Linked DNA regions of Sus scrofa: all the other regions are linked to region 3. The links are chromatin contacts, called in public HiChIP or PLAC-seq and promoter capture Hi-C maps. All regions are on one chromosome and are shown on one strand. Each heading gives the region's core, a stretch centred on a gene start, on an enhancer-like site or on the middle of the called end of the contact. The rest is flanking DNA. Distances are from core to core; before and after follow the strand shown. Region 1 overlaps RPS6KL1 (ribosomal protein S6 kinase-like 1). Region 2 holds the start of FOS (Fos proto-oncogene, AP-1 transcription factor subunit). Region 3 holds the start of ZC2HC1C (zinc finger C2HC domain-containing protein 1C). Region 4 holds the start of DLST (dihydrolipoamide S-succinyltransferase).

What was found. Promoter capture Hi-C pulls out the DNA fragments that hold promoters and counts their contacts. HiChIP or PLAC-seq counts read pairs in DNA pulled down with a chosen protein or histone mark.
Region 1: a contact with region 3 is called in an H3K27ac HiChIP or PLAC-seq map of alveolar macrophages. The contact joins the enhancer-like site here to the promoter of ZC2HC1C in region 3. A contact is called at or near these places in 2 of 5 promoter capture datasets (fetal liver and fetal skeletal muscle), 6 of 47 Hi-C or Micro-C datasets (embryonic fibroblasts, epiblast stem cells, fetal skeletal muscle and 2 more) and 1 of 2 datasets of contacts at active chromatin or transcription factors (alveolar macrophages).
Region 2: a contact with region 3 is called in a promoter capture Hi-C map of fetal liver, with 2.6 times the contacts expected there. The contact joins the promoter of FOS here to the promoter of ZC2HC1C in region 3. A contact is called at or near these places in 1 of 5 promoter capture datasets (fetal liver), 4 of 47 Hi-C or Micro-C datasets (embryonic fibroblasts, epiblast stem cells, skeletal muscle and 1 more) and 1 of 2 datasets of contacts at active chromatin or transcription factors (alveolar macrophages).
Region 4: a contact with region 3 is called in an H3K27ac HiChIP or PLAC-seq map of alveolar macrophages. The contact joins the promoter of DLST here to the promoter of ZC2HC1C in region 3. A contact is called at or near these places in 2 of 5 promoter capture datasets (fetal skeletal muscle and liver), 1 of 47 Hi-C or Micro-C datasets (fibroblasts) and 1 of 2 datasets of contacts at active chromatin or transcription factors (alveolar macrophages).

Annotation. Positions count from the first base shown.
Region 1 is chr7:98,119,928-98,122,627 of Sscrofa11.1, reverse strand. The region is part of intron 4 of RPS6KL1 (ribosomal protein S6 kinase-like 1); the gene reads left to right. Among named protein-coding and RNA genes, the nearest start is that of RPS6KL1, 20 kb to the left of the region's middle. Within about 2 kb of position 1,382, at least 3 of the 83 cell types and tissues checked have an H3K27ac peak or open chromatin away from gene starts, as enhancers often do. A contact at or near this core is called in alveolar macrophages and embryonic fibroblasts, where this site is marked.
Region 2 is chr7:98,448,066-98,450,765 of Sscrofa11.1, reverse strand. It overlaps FOS (Fos proto-oncogene, AP-1 transcription factor subunit), which reads right to left and starts at 1,258. Exons shown (of 4, transcript NM_001123113.1): 1 at 1,118-1,258; 2 at 108-359. The coding sequence starts at 1,258.
Region 3 is chr7:98,263,922-98,266,621 of Sscrofa11.1, reverse strand. It overlaps ZC2HC1C (zinc finger C2HC domain-containing protein 1C), which reads right to left and starts at 1,370. Exons shown (of 2, transcript XM_021099532.1): 1 at 1-1,370. The coding sequence starts at 410. It overlaps ACYP1 (acylphosphatase 1), which reads left to right and starts at 1,469. Exons shown (of 3, transcript NM_001190198.1): 1 at 1,469-1,788. The coding sequence starts at 1,668.
Region 4 is chr7:98,089,745-98,092,444 of Sscrofa11.1, reverse strand. DLST (dihydrolipoamide S-succinyltransferase) reads right to left here and starts at 1,284. Exons shown (of 15, transcript NM_214397.1): 1 at 1,196-1,284; 2 at 603-636. The coding sequence starts at 1,258.

The sequences.
Region 1 (2,700 bases), core at 133-2,632, 140 kb after region 3:
ACCCCTGGCCTGGAAACCTCCACATGCTGCAGGTGCAGCGCTAAAAAAAAAAAAAAGCAAGTAAAAGTATTCACTTCAAAAAGAAGCATAAGGAATGTAACTTTCTCTTTGGTGTATGGGATGCCTACAGCATCATATGTATCCTTTGAGGGGGAGCCAGGATCCGGCCGCAAGGCCGCACTATTGTTTCTTGACTCTTCCTTGTCTCCTCCTTGCCCTGCCCTGATCAGCAACTGGCTGAACCTGTCCCTTGGACTCAGGAAAGGCCATGCTGGCTGAAGGAGGCCCTTGTCCTAAAAACCAGAAATGGGGGACACAGGCTTTCGTGCCCAGGAGCCCCACAGGGCCCTGCTGGGTTTTGCCGTCATGGCAGAAGGTTCTCTTGGACTGTGCTGCATTTTAATCCCTGTCTCACAGAGCATGTAACTGAGGTTCATAGAAGTCAATTGACAAACTAGCACCCTGTCCCCCACAGCACAGAGCAGAGGACGAAGGGGGGTTTTATTTGCTTGGTTTAATGGGAAAATACCCCTCTGCTACCCTTTTGAAATATAATGAAAGAGAAAGAAGTTACAGGGGAAAATTTTTTTTATATTTATGTACTTGTATATTTTATATATGAATATATTTATATTTTATAAATGTATATACGTATATTCCCCTCCATCCTACCTAACTCTGAGATATTTTAGTGTAATTTTTTTTTCGGTCTTTAGGGCCTCACCCTTGGCGTATGGAGATTCCCAGGCTAGGGGTCGAATTGGAGCTATAGCTGTTGGCCTACACCACAGCCACAGCAACATGGGATCTGAGTTGTGTCTGCGACCCATACTGGATCCCCAGCCAGTTGAGTGAGGCCAGGGATTGAACCCACATCCTCATGGATACTAGTTGGATTTGTTTCTGCGACCCATACTGGATCCTTAACCCACTGAGCAAGGCCAGGGATTGAATCCGTGTCCTCATGGATACTAGTTGGGTTCATTAACCACTGAGCCATCATGGGAACTCCTGGTGTAATTCTTTCTTGATAGGTGTGTGTGCGTGTGTATAGATGTATTTTATTTTATTTTTAACACACTCGTTTCAGTATACTGATTGAGTTTGATTCCTGGCTTCCCTGAGCTTCGCTGCTGGTTTTTTGTTCTTTGCCAATAAGAAGCCTTGCCCAGGACAAGGTGGTGGGGAATCCCACTTGGCAAGAGATGGTGGGGAATTTACCCAGGGTGTCAGTACTTGTGGGAAACTGTGTTATCCTAAATGACCCCAGAGCCTTCTCCCCTTCTTTTTCAAACTTTTCACAAATTGGGCCAAGGATCCGGGGCCAGGCTGGATGCCGTCTCTGGCTGTCAGAGGAGAGACCCCTGCTGGTCAGAAGGGATGTCTCACGCCTGCTGCTCGGTGCTCCTAGAACCTGCCACCTCCCTTTCACTGACGATGGGGAAATGGGGATAGGGGTTGGGGGGGGTGCGTCCAGTCTCCTGGTCCTGCCCCTATTTTCAGTCACGTCTCCAGGGCTCCGGCATCGGCCTGTCTGGCTTCACATCCTGGATCTACCACTTTTTAGCAGGAGCACCTTAGGCAACAGAACCTCTCTGAACCTTAATTTCTTCATCAGTAAAATGAGTCATTAGTAATATCTGGTAGGGCTGTAGAAATAAAATTAACTAATCTGGATAAAGCCCTTAGCACGAAGTCAATGCCATGTAGCCAGTGCGGGCTTCCCCTGTGATAATAAGCATCACTCTAGGCTTTTGAGAGTGTTATGTGCAGGCAGACTGCTGCCTTGCTTGAGCTGTCTGCTCCGTCTACGGCCCTACCACCCTGGACACGCCCCATCTTCTTTTTTGGGGAGGGGGTGGGGGGGCTTTTTTCTAGAGCCGCTTCCCGCGGCATATGGAGGTTCCCAGGCTAGGGGTCGAATCAGAGCTGTAGCTACCAGCCTACACCAGAGCCACAGCAACGCGGGATCCCAGCCACGTCTGCGACCTACACCACAGCTCACGGCAATGCCAGATCCTTAACCCTCTGAGCAAGGCCAGGGATCGAACCCACAACCTCATGGTTCCTAGTCGGATTCGTTAACCACTGTGCCACAATGGGAACTCCATGCCACATCTCTTCTGATCCCAGAAGCTAAGCAGGGTTGGGCCCGGTTAGTATTTGGATGGGAGTTGTCTGCTCAAATAGAATCCTCCTCGTGGCCTTCTGAAGGAGCTACGGCCTTGACCCGTTTTGCAGTGAAGAATAACCAAGTTCTGCGAGGCCACGTGACTTTGTAAATGTGATAACTGACGTTCCAACTGACGCCTTTACATTCACCAAGGGCCTCAACCAACCAGCGATCAGGGAGGGTGGGCATGCCTAATTCCTGTTTGGAAGATGAGAAATTCTCCAAGCTCTAACCCTGAGCCTAGGCTGCAGCCTTCATCACTGCCCAGCCCCGGCGTCAGGGCCCAGCTGCCACCTGCCCCCTCGGGGAATGTGTGCAAGGCGGGCTGACGGCTAAGTCCCAACACCACGGTGCTGGTCTTGGCCCCACGTGCTCCTCATCTGGGCCAAGTCTCCACCTTCCTGCCGTGGTGGGCCCAGTGGGTCTGCCGTGTCCTCTCCTGTGGCTGAGGTCCACCCCTGCCCACCACGGAGATGCATCTAGGACCCCACTCCAAACAAGGCTCAGACTTGAGTGGCAAACCGTGG
Region 2 (2,700 bases), core at 9-2,508, 180 kb before region 3:
TCCACCCATGGCTTCACCCTGTCCACTATGCTCCCCATCTCCATCAAGACTGACCTTACCCCCCCAACCCCAGCCACCACCAGAGAGAAGGTGTTGAGAACCCTCACCTGTTCCACCTTGCCCCTTCTGCCAATGCTCTGAGCTCTGCCTCCTGGCATGGTCTTCACGACTCCAGCCCTGGAGTAAGCCCCAGCCGAGGGAGTGGGGACTCCGTAGGGGTGAGGGGCTCTGGTCTGGGATGGGGCAACCGAGGAGACCAGGGTGGGTTGCACTAGCCACTGCAGGTCTGGGCTGGTCGAGATAGCAGTCACCGTTGGGATGAAGTTGGCACTGGAGACGGCCAGATCGGTGCAGAAGTCCTAGAATGAAATATAGAAGGGGAAAGCTGACGTGAGCGACCAGGCTCTGGACGCAGGTGGGGTGAGCGGAGTGCCCAGTGCCGCATGCAGCAGGGAGAGAGTGAAAAATGGACTGCTTATGTATTTTTATATGTCCTTCATCCTGGATGAAAGGTCTCTCCCTTCCCAAGAATTCCGCAGCGCAGTGCCTTTCTCCTCCATCCTGCTGCTGCGTTCCCGTTATCCCTTCAGCATCACTCGCTTGAAAGGGGGGTTGTTATAAATATCCCTGACGTCTGCGCTGACGCAGACGCCGCTCCGGAGTCTCCTGAATGAACTCGCTTTTTATCAATGAAACTGCCTTACACACCCGCCGGCTTCACCCTCCTCCTCTCACCCTCCTCCCTGCTCCAGGCTGCGAGGGGAGGGAGGATCGCCGCTTTTTGCCTCCTCCCCCGGAGGTGCCCGGCTCTAGTTAGCCAGTCTTTGCTTGGGACACTTTTGCCCCCAGCTAATGTCAGAGACCAGTCAGAGCGCGTGGGCCAGGGTCAGCTCAGAATGAGCCCACAGCGGGAGAGGAGAAAAGATTCTTATTTTGACAAGCATGTGTGCGCTCCGAACAAGTCCGGGGCTCCCGAGATAGGGCTGATCCGGCCGGGGCAAGCCTCCCTCTCTGGCCAATGGGGTCCCCGGCTTGTCTTCCTGAGCGTCCCGTCCCAGTGTCTCCTCCCCGGTAACCCCGAGCCCCGAGCCCCGCGGTGGCACGAAGCCAGCCTTACCTGCGCATTGACGGGAGAGCCCATGCTGGAGAAGGAGTCGGCCGGTGAGTGGTAGTAGGAGAGACTGTCCCCGGCAGGGGAGGCGCTGCTGCAGCGGGATGATGACGCCTCGTAGTCGGCGTTGAAGCCGGAGAACATCATGATCGCAGGTAGTCAAAGCCGGGCGAGGGGCTGAGGGGCGGAGACAGGTAGGAGCTGCGGGGCTGAGCTGGGTAAGAGCGCGGTCGCTGCTCGCTCGCTGCGCCGCTGCCGGTTCTGTCTCAGCTTAGCTGCTCGCTGCAGATGCGGTTGGAGTACTAGGCCACTGCTTTTATAACAGCATTTTATGAATGAGCCCAATACGTCACGGAGCGCTACCATTGCAGCTCTCGAGGGGTGGCGCTCGGATCTTGCCACCTCTGCAGCCTCTTTGCTGCCTCTTCCGCCGTCTCAGCCCCCTGCCTTTCGTCTTATTGTGTTTCTTTATCTTCTGAGCTTTTCTCAGTCTCGGTCTTGGGGTCGCGTAGACCCCCTAAAATGAGGGACTTCGGGGATGGCTCCCCCCACAACTTCAGGGAACGGCCGTGGAAACCTGCTGACGCAGATGTCCTAATATGGACATCCTGTGTAAACGGGAGGGAGGGATTGACGGGAACTGCTCGCGGGCTGCAGCCAACACCAAGGGTGCAGCGCGGGGGGGAGGCGGGGGCCGTGGCCGGGGGGAGGGGAGGCGGGAAAGGCAGAGAAGGCGAGCGAACATTCGCACCTGGTTCAATGCGGACCCTTGTTCCCGGGGTTGGGGGATGGGGCGTAGGCGCCTTTTTACTTGTGTACAGAAACCCGGGAAGAGTTCTGAGGTTCAGGTATAGGCGAGATAGGTACACAGCCCCTTGGGCTTAAGCCTTGGCCCCCGAAGGAATGCGCCTCCACCCCCATTCCTCATTCTATCACTAATTCGGTGCAAACTGTGGAAGCAGACCCCCACCCCCTCGCCTCAAGCCCCAGCGCTCAGCACTACTAGGACTGTTACTGCGTTTGGAAGCGGAAAGTAGAGGGATACAAAATAAGAGAATACGATAACCTACTTTATCTACGATGCTGGGTATTTTAATATTAATTTTTTTTTAAGGGAAAAGGAGCATTTTTTTCCTCGGCCAAATACGGGATGTTAGAGTTACTGTCAAACCCCAGAGACACCAGCCAATAAACATTGTGCAGAACCTCCATGCAAAAATGTCTGTAGGGTTGTTTGCCAGGTTCTGAGCTCGGGCTCCGGAGGGGCTGTCATGTGGACAAGGTCGTCAGTTGGGGTACTGGATGGAGTGAGGTATTGGGGGAGCGCAAGTCCGAGCTGGAGAGGTGGGGGTGGTTCGATGCCCCGGAAGCTGGTTATTGGGAGCCAGCAGCGGGTGATTTTCCAGCACCGACTTGGAGGGGGGAGGACGGGGGCGCTGGAAGGACCGTGCCCAGCAGCGCCAAGGCCGGAGACCGCGGCGGCTGGGACCTCAGGCACCACTCCGTGGCCTGGAAAACGGGGCTTTGGGGAGGCAAGGTATTCTGGAGTGCTCTGCGCCCCCAAACGCCCCATCCTCTTGCTCCTCTGC
Region 3 (2,700 bases), core at 121-2,620:
AACACAGGTTTCAGTGGGTATGCTCGGTCCACCCCAACTCGCTTCTTTGTAAAGGGGATGAATTCCTGGATATTTGCTTTGGGATACTGGGATTGAGGGCCTGATGAGTAAAACAAACCTTTTCTCGAATCTTGCTGGCTTATTTCAGCACAGTGGGGATAGGAGCAGCTCCAGGCTTTCATGCTGGTGTTCCATTTGGGGTGAGTGTAGAGCTTATCTAGTGTCAGCTCTTTGTTGCTCAAAAGCTCCTGCTGGAAATTATTCCTCAGGTGCCCCATAGAAGACCGCTGGGAAGAGTCACCTTTTTCATAGGGATCTTGCTTAACTGAATGGAGCTCTGGAGCTTCCCTTTTATTATATGGGAACATAATGCCCACAGGCAGAGTCAGTGCCAACTGGAGGCCAGCCATTCAGGGCTTGGACAGAAGCCTAGGGGAGATTTAAACCAGACATATGTGAGGAGTTTGTCTGAGGTTCATCTCAGCTGTGAAAGTAAACTATTTCTACACTTGTCTTACCCACAGTTTCCCTTAGACTTTTTAGGGACAGTGCTGCTAGGTCTAGCATTTGATAAGCGCTTATTATGTCCTATGGGTGCTTATTAGGTCCTAAGGATAGAAAAAGGGAATGTGATACAGGTGTTCCTGCCACCTAGCTTTCCTTTATATATATCATACATAGTGATGCTCCTGCTTACACAGTATACTCCGTAGCAGGCGGAATGAGCTATTGGGCTGAAAGTCAGTTTTCAGTCAGGACAAGCAGCATCCCCTCGCCGGCTCCAGTTTCTTCACCAGTAAACTGAGGGGTTCACTTAAGAGTTAGATGGCTGGAACTTAGGGACCTTAGGACTCCAAGTCCCGCTCCACCATTTTACAGGTAGAAAACTTCAGCCTGTTGGTAAGCAACTGGCACAAACTGCTCTCAGGACTTCCCGCCTGCTGGAACCGTGCTGGACCCCAAAGTGCAGAGAGCCGGCTCAAGGCCTGCAGCAAGTGCCTGGCTGGCAAACCCTCTCGCAAGGTGTCCTCGCAGCGCAGATGGCGGAAGGTCGGTAACCTGAGAGGCGGAGAACACCTGATCTGGCGGGGTTCATATCCGGAACGCATAAGTCCTGTTCTGTCCTGGAGGGTCAGCCGGGTAGCCCCACTGGAAACTCTGCTTTAGGGACAAGTGCTCGCTCTTCAGTCTCTCGGGCCCTTGGGAGGTCGAGGTGCTGACCCCATATCTTCCCGCCCTTCCGCGTACCTGTTCTAGCAGACGGCTCCTGCTCAGGGGAAACCCCAGAATTTAGTTTTCCAGACCACACACCACCCTCCCAACCGCCCGCCGCCGTGCAGGCGCTGTTGGCGGGCCTCTGTTATTCCTGTTGCCTGGAGACCGAAGCGCATGCGCACCCAGTCCCGCCACGCCCCGAATTCCACCGGAGAAGCGTGCGCAGCCGCAGTCCGCACACCCGGGAGTCGCCCGGTCGCGGGCGCGGTCAACACGAGTGTCATTTGACCCGGTGTCCCACCAACTCTGCAGCTCCGTCCAGCCCTGCCCTTAGGGAACGGGAGAAGAGGGTGGGAGAGGCTTTTCTGGGGCTCCATCAAAGGGCTTGTATTTTTTTTTTTTTCTCAGAGCGATGCTTTCAGGTCCTGGGGTGTGTCCTTCTCTGGCAAAAGATGGAGCGCCTTAGATGTGTCCTCAAGACCTGCCGCAGGATTCCGGTGTCCGCCCTCTTAGCCGCCGTGGGCATACTGATAGCTTTTCTTAGCACGCTCGGCTGCTTTGTACGGGCCCCAGGTACGGCTGTATACTGTCCATGGCTTTCCTTGCAAATAGTTTGGAGCTTGCGTCAAATTTTAGCAAATCGGCTAGGTTTTGCTACGCGGTGTCTTTTGCAGTATCTTTCCGGGGACGTTTTCGTAGCCAATCTAATTATTTGGATATAATGTTTTACTCTCACGTGGTAACTCTGATCCTCTCTTCTTGCGGCCAAAGAGTGACTCAACCAAGTGTAATGATAATAAAGTTAACTACCAGATCCAAAATACTCAATATAACCTGGTTTCAACACTAAAGATGCTCTGTAACTTGTTAACATCAGAAGAAGGTTTGTTTGTCTTTATGCTTCAATTCATTTGTGTAAGCTACTTGGAACAAGCAGCTTACTTTTTTCCCTGTAACTGCTTAAAAGATTCATGCCCATGGAGAACAATACGGACAGCAGTGGTCGGTGTTAATACTTTAATATGTCATATTACAGTTTTTACATGTTACGAAGAAATTCCTTGGTGGCACTCCAAGGGCAGTACTTTTATGCCTTGTTTTCTTTTCTAATTGACTCTCCACTGCCTTCTCTATGTATGCATTTCCAGACATTTCCCACTCTTCTCAAGGCCCTAATTATCTCAGCATGGGGCTTGTCTGTCATCAACTCCCTAAGCTCCCCTCCAGTCTGGCAGAATTTCCCAGGGTGCCTCCCTCCATTTTAACTTCTTTCGCTCCTGTTTCTGAGGAAGAAGAATCTTTTGTCTTTCCATGAAGTCTCTCTCTCTCTTTTGTTTTGTTTTGTTTTGTCTTTTTAGGGCTGCATACGCAGCACATGGCTGTTCCCAGGCTAGGGGTCAAGTCAGAGTTGTAGCTGCTGGCCTCCGCAACAGCCACAGCAACGCGGGATCTGATCTGAGCTACGTCTGCGACCTACACCACAGC
Region 4 (2,700 bases), core at 35-2,534, 170 kb after region 3:
TCATGTGTATAAAAAACTATTGGGATAAAACCAAAATTCTTTCTCCTAGTCTCGATACCTCGTGGCACTCTACCTCATGGCACTCTCTCCCTTAACCAAAATGCTCTGGTCAAATCACCTTTTTTTTTTTTCCAGTAACGAAATACTGCCAAGGTCTTTACTTCCTCAGGGACTCTGCACTTGCTATTCCTTTTCCCTCTCCTGCTCTTCATCACCCTGGCCTCTGTCACATCCTGTGGGTCACAGCTTTAGTGTCCTGCTTCATTTGTTTCCTTCTCAGCATTTAACCAAGATTCACGATAGTCCATTTGTTTAACAATTTACACCGTGTCCTTCCCACTAGACTGTATGGTCTACGGTCTAGTACAAGGAGAACCACTCACTGATGAATCCCTAGTGAGTGCCTAGCACAGTGCCTGACACATTGCGGATACTGAGTAACTATGTGCTAAATGAATAAATGATGTTTGTTATTAAATAGCATCTTGTTTCATTCCTATCTATCTGAACACCATGCGGAGAAACACAGGCACCCCATTTCCTCACATACGGCTCTGCCCAGGAGGAGAGCATTTTTAGGTGACAGCAAGGGCAGAACTTACCAGGCAGGGAACGTCTCCCTAGAGGGCAGTTCCCCTGTGGAGAAAGAAGACATTATCGACGTCACCCAGAGGAAAGAAACAGCTTTCTCTCTTAAATACAGACTCAAAGCTGTCCCGGTGCTGGTGACAGGTGAAATCTCATGACGCCGAAAGCTAATGGCAACAGCCTAGGCGTGCTCTCACTCCGTCAGCACGCTGGGCCTGCCAAACTATCTCAACTTTCCAACGGGGCTGATACCCACTGATTTTAACAGAGAGGAAACGGGCCCTTGGATCCCGTCGGAGCATTCCGTGGCGCCTCCTCCCCAACTCTGAGTCTCGTGTCGGAGCGGGCGCGGCTCCTCCGCCCCGCGCGGAGGGTGGGGTACAGCAGGGGACCAGGCGCTGCCTGCCTCGGGCAGGCGAGGGGCTACTGGGCTCCGCAAAAGAACCCGAGAGCAACAGCGGCTCTCGGCCACCCAGCCCGCGGCCTCCGCGTCCCGATGCCCTTGGTGCCCGGCCTCGCCGGCGCGCCACGCCCCTGACCCCGAGCCGTCCGTCCGCCTGCCGGAGAGTTTTTCACCCTCCGGGGCCCCAGCCCGGCCGGACCGTACCTTCTGAAAGGCGGAAAGCGAACGGCTGAACGCCCGGGACACGCAGCGGGACCGGGACAGCATCGCGGCGGCGGCGGCGGCGGAGCCGAGGGCGGGCGGACACCGGATATAGAGCCCGGCAACAACCGGAAGCAGGGCGGACCACGGCACCCGCAGCGCAGAGAGGGGTGTTCGGAACGAACCACTGACGAACGGGGGGGAAAATCGACGGGCAGAACACAGCTGCCCTAACCTCAGCCCAGGTGTGCCCGCAGGGTGAACCCGCTGCGGCTAGGCTCCCCCGGAACAAGTTGCGCTGCCTTCCGGCCGGGACAAATCCTCTGCAGGGTACCTATGACTGTCCCGTGATCAGGTCGCCCCGGGGTCCTTCCCTCCCCGATCTTTCCGCAGAGCTGTCTCTGAGCGTGGCGCCCATCTCTCCTGGGTCCCCGGACACCCTGCTCTTCTTCCGCAGCGCTGCTGGAAAAGAGTGGAAGGCGTCAAGGGCTTCTAACTCGGACTTTGACAAACAAGCCTGCCTGATCTTACACTTGTGTGTCCTTAGACAAGAGACATTGCCTCCCTATGCCTCAAATTCCTCAACTATTAAAAAAATAATAGTAGTAAAAAGCAGTGATCACTTCCCTTTCTAACCTCGGAACAAAGAAACAACCCCAAGGAACCCTTTAACCCATTACCCTTTAACCCAGCTGAAGACCTTCACCAAGTAGCCCTACTTCTGCATCCACATCTCCTGATCTTCCCTAGCCCCTATTCAAACTCTCTACAGCCAAGCCAACTGTACCCCATACATCCTGTGCATTTTGAAAGCCATTCATTTGTCTCTCGACCTCTAGAAAATAAATTCCATTAGATTAGAGAATGTGTCTGTCTTTTTCACTGCTGTATTCCTAGTAATTTTTAAAAATTACATTTTTGTTGAAACATAATTGACATGTAGCATTGTATAAGATATACAGCGTAATGATTTGCTGTATGTGTGTGAAGCGATTATCGCAAAAAGTTTAGTGAACATCCATCCTTTCATGTAAGTACAAAATTAAAGAAATTTAAAACAAAAAAAATTTGTATGTGATGAGAACTCTTAGGATTTACCCTCTTAAAAACTTTCATATATAGCATACAGCAGGGTGAGTTTATCATGCAATACATTACATCCCTAGTACTTATTTATCTTATAAGTTTATATCTTCATCCAATTCTCCCTCCTCCCCCATCACTGGTAACCACAAATCAGATTTCTTTCTCTATGAGTTTGTTTTTGAACTATAATGTATCCCCAACACTTGGAACAGAGATTGACATCGTTTAGGTGTGCAATCAATATCTGTGGGCTGAATTGGGGCCTCCCAGCGTTGAACAACCAAGAAAACACATAGCACCCCCCTCTACTCTTTTTTTTTTTTTTTTTTTTTTTGTCTTTTTAGGGCTGCACCTGCAGCACATGAAGGTTCTGGCATATGGAGGTTCCCAGACTAGGGGTTGAATCAGAGCTGTAGCTGCCA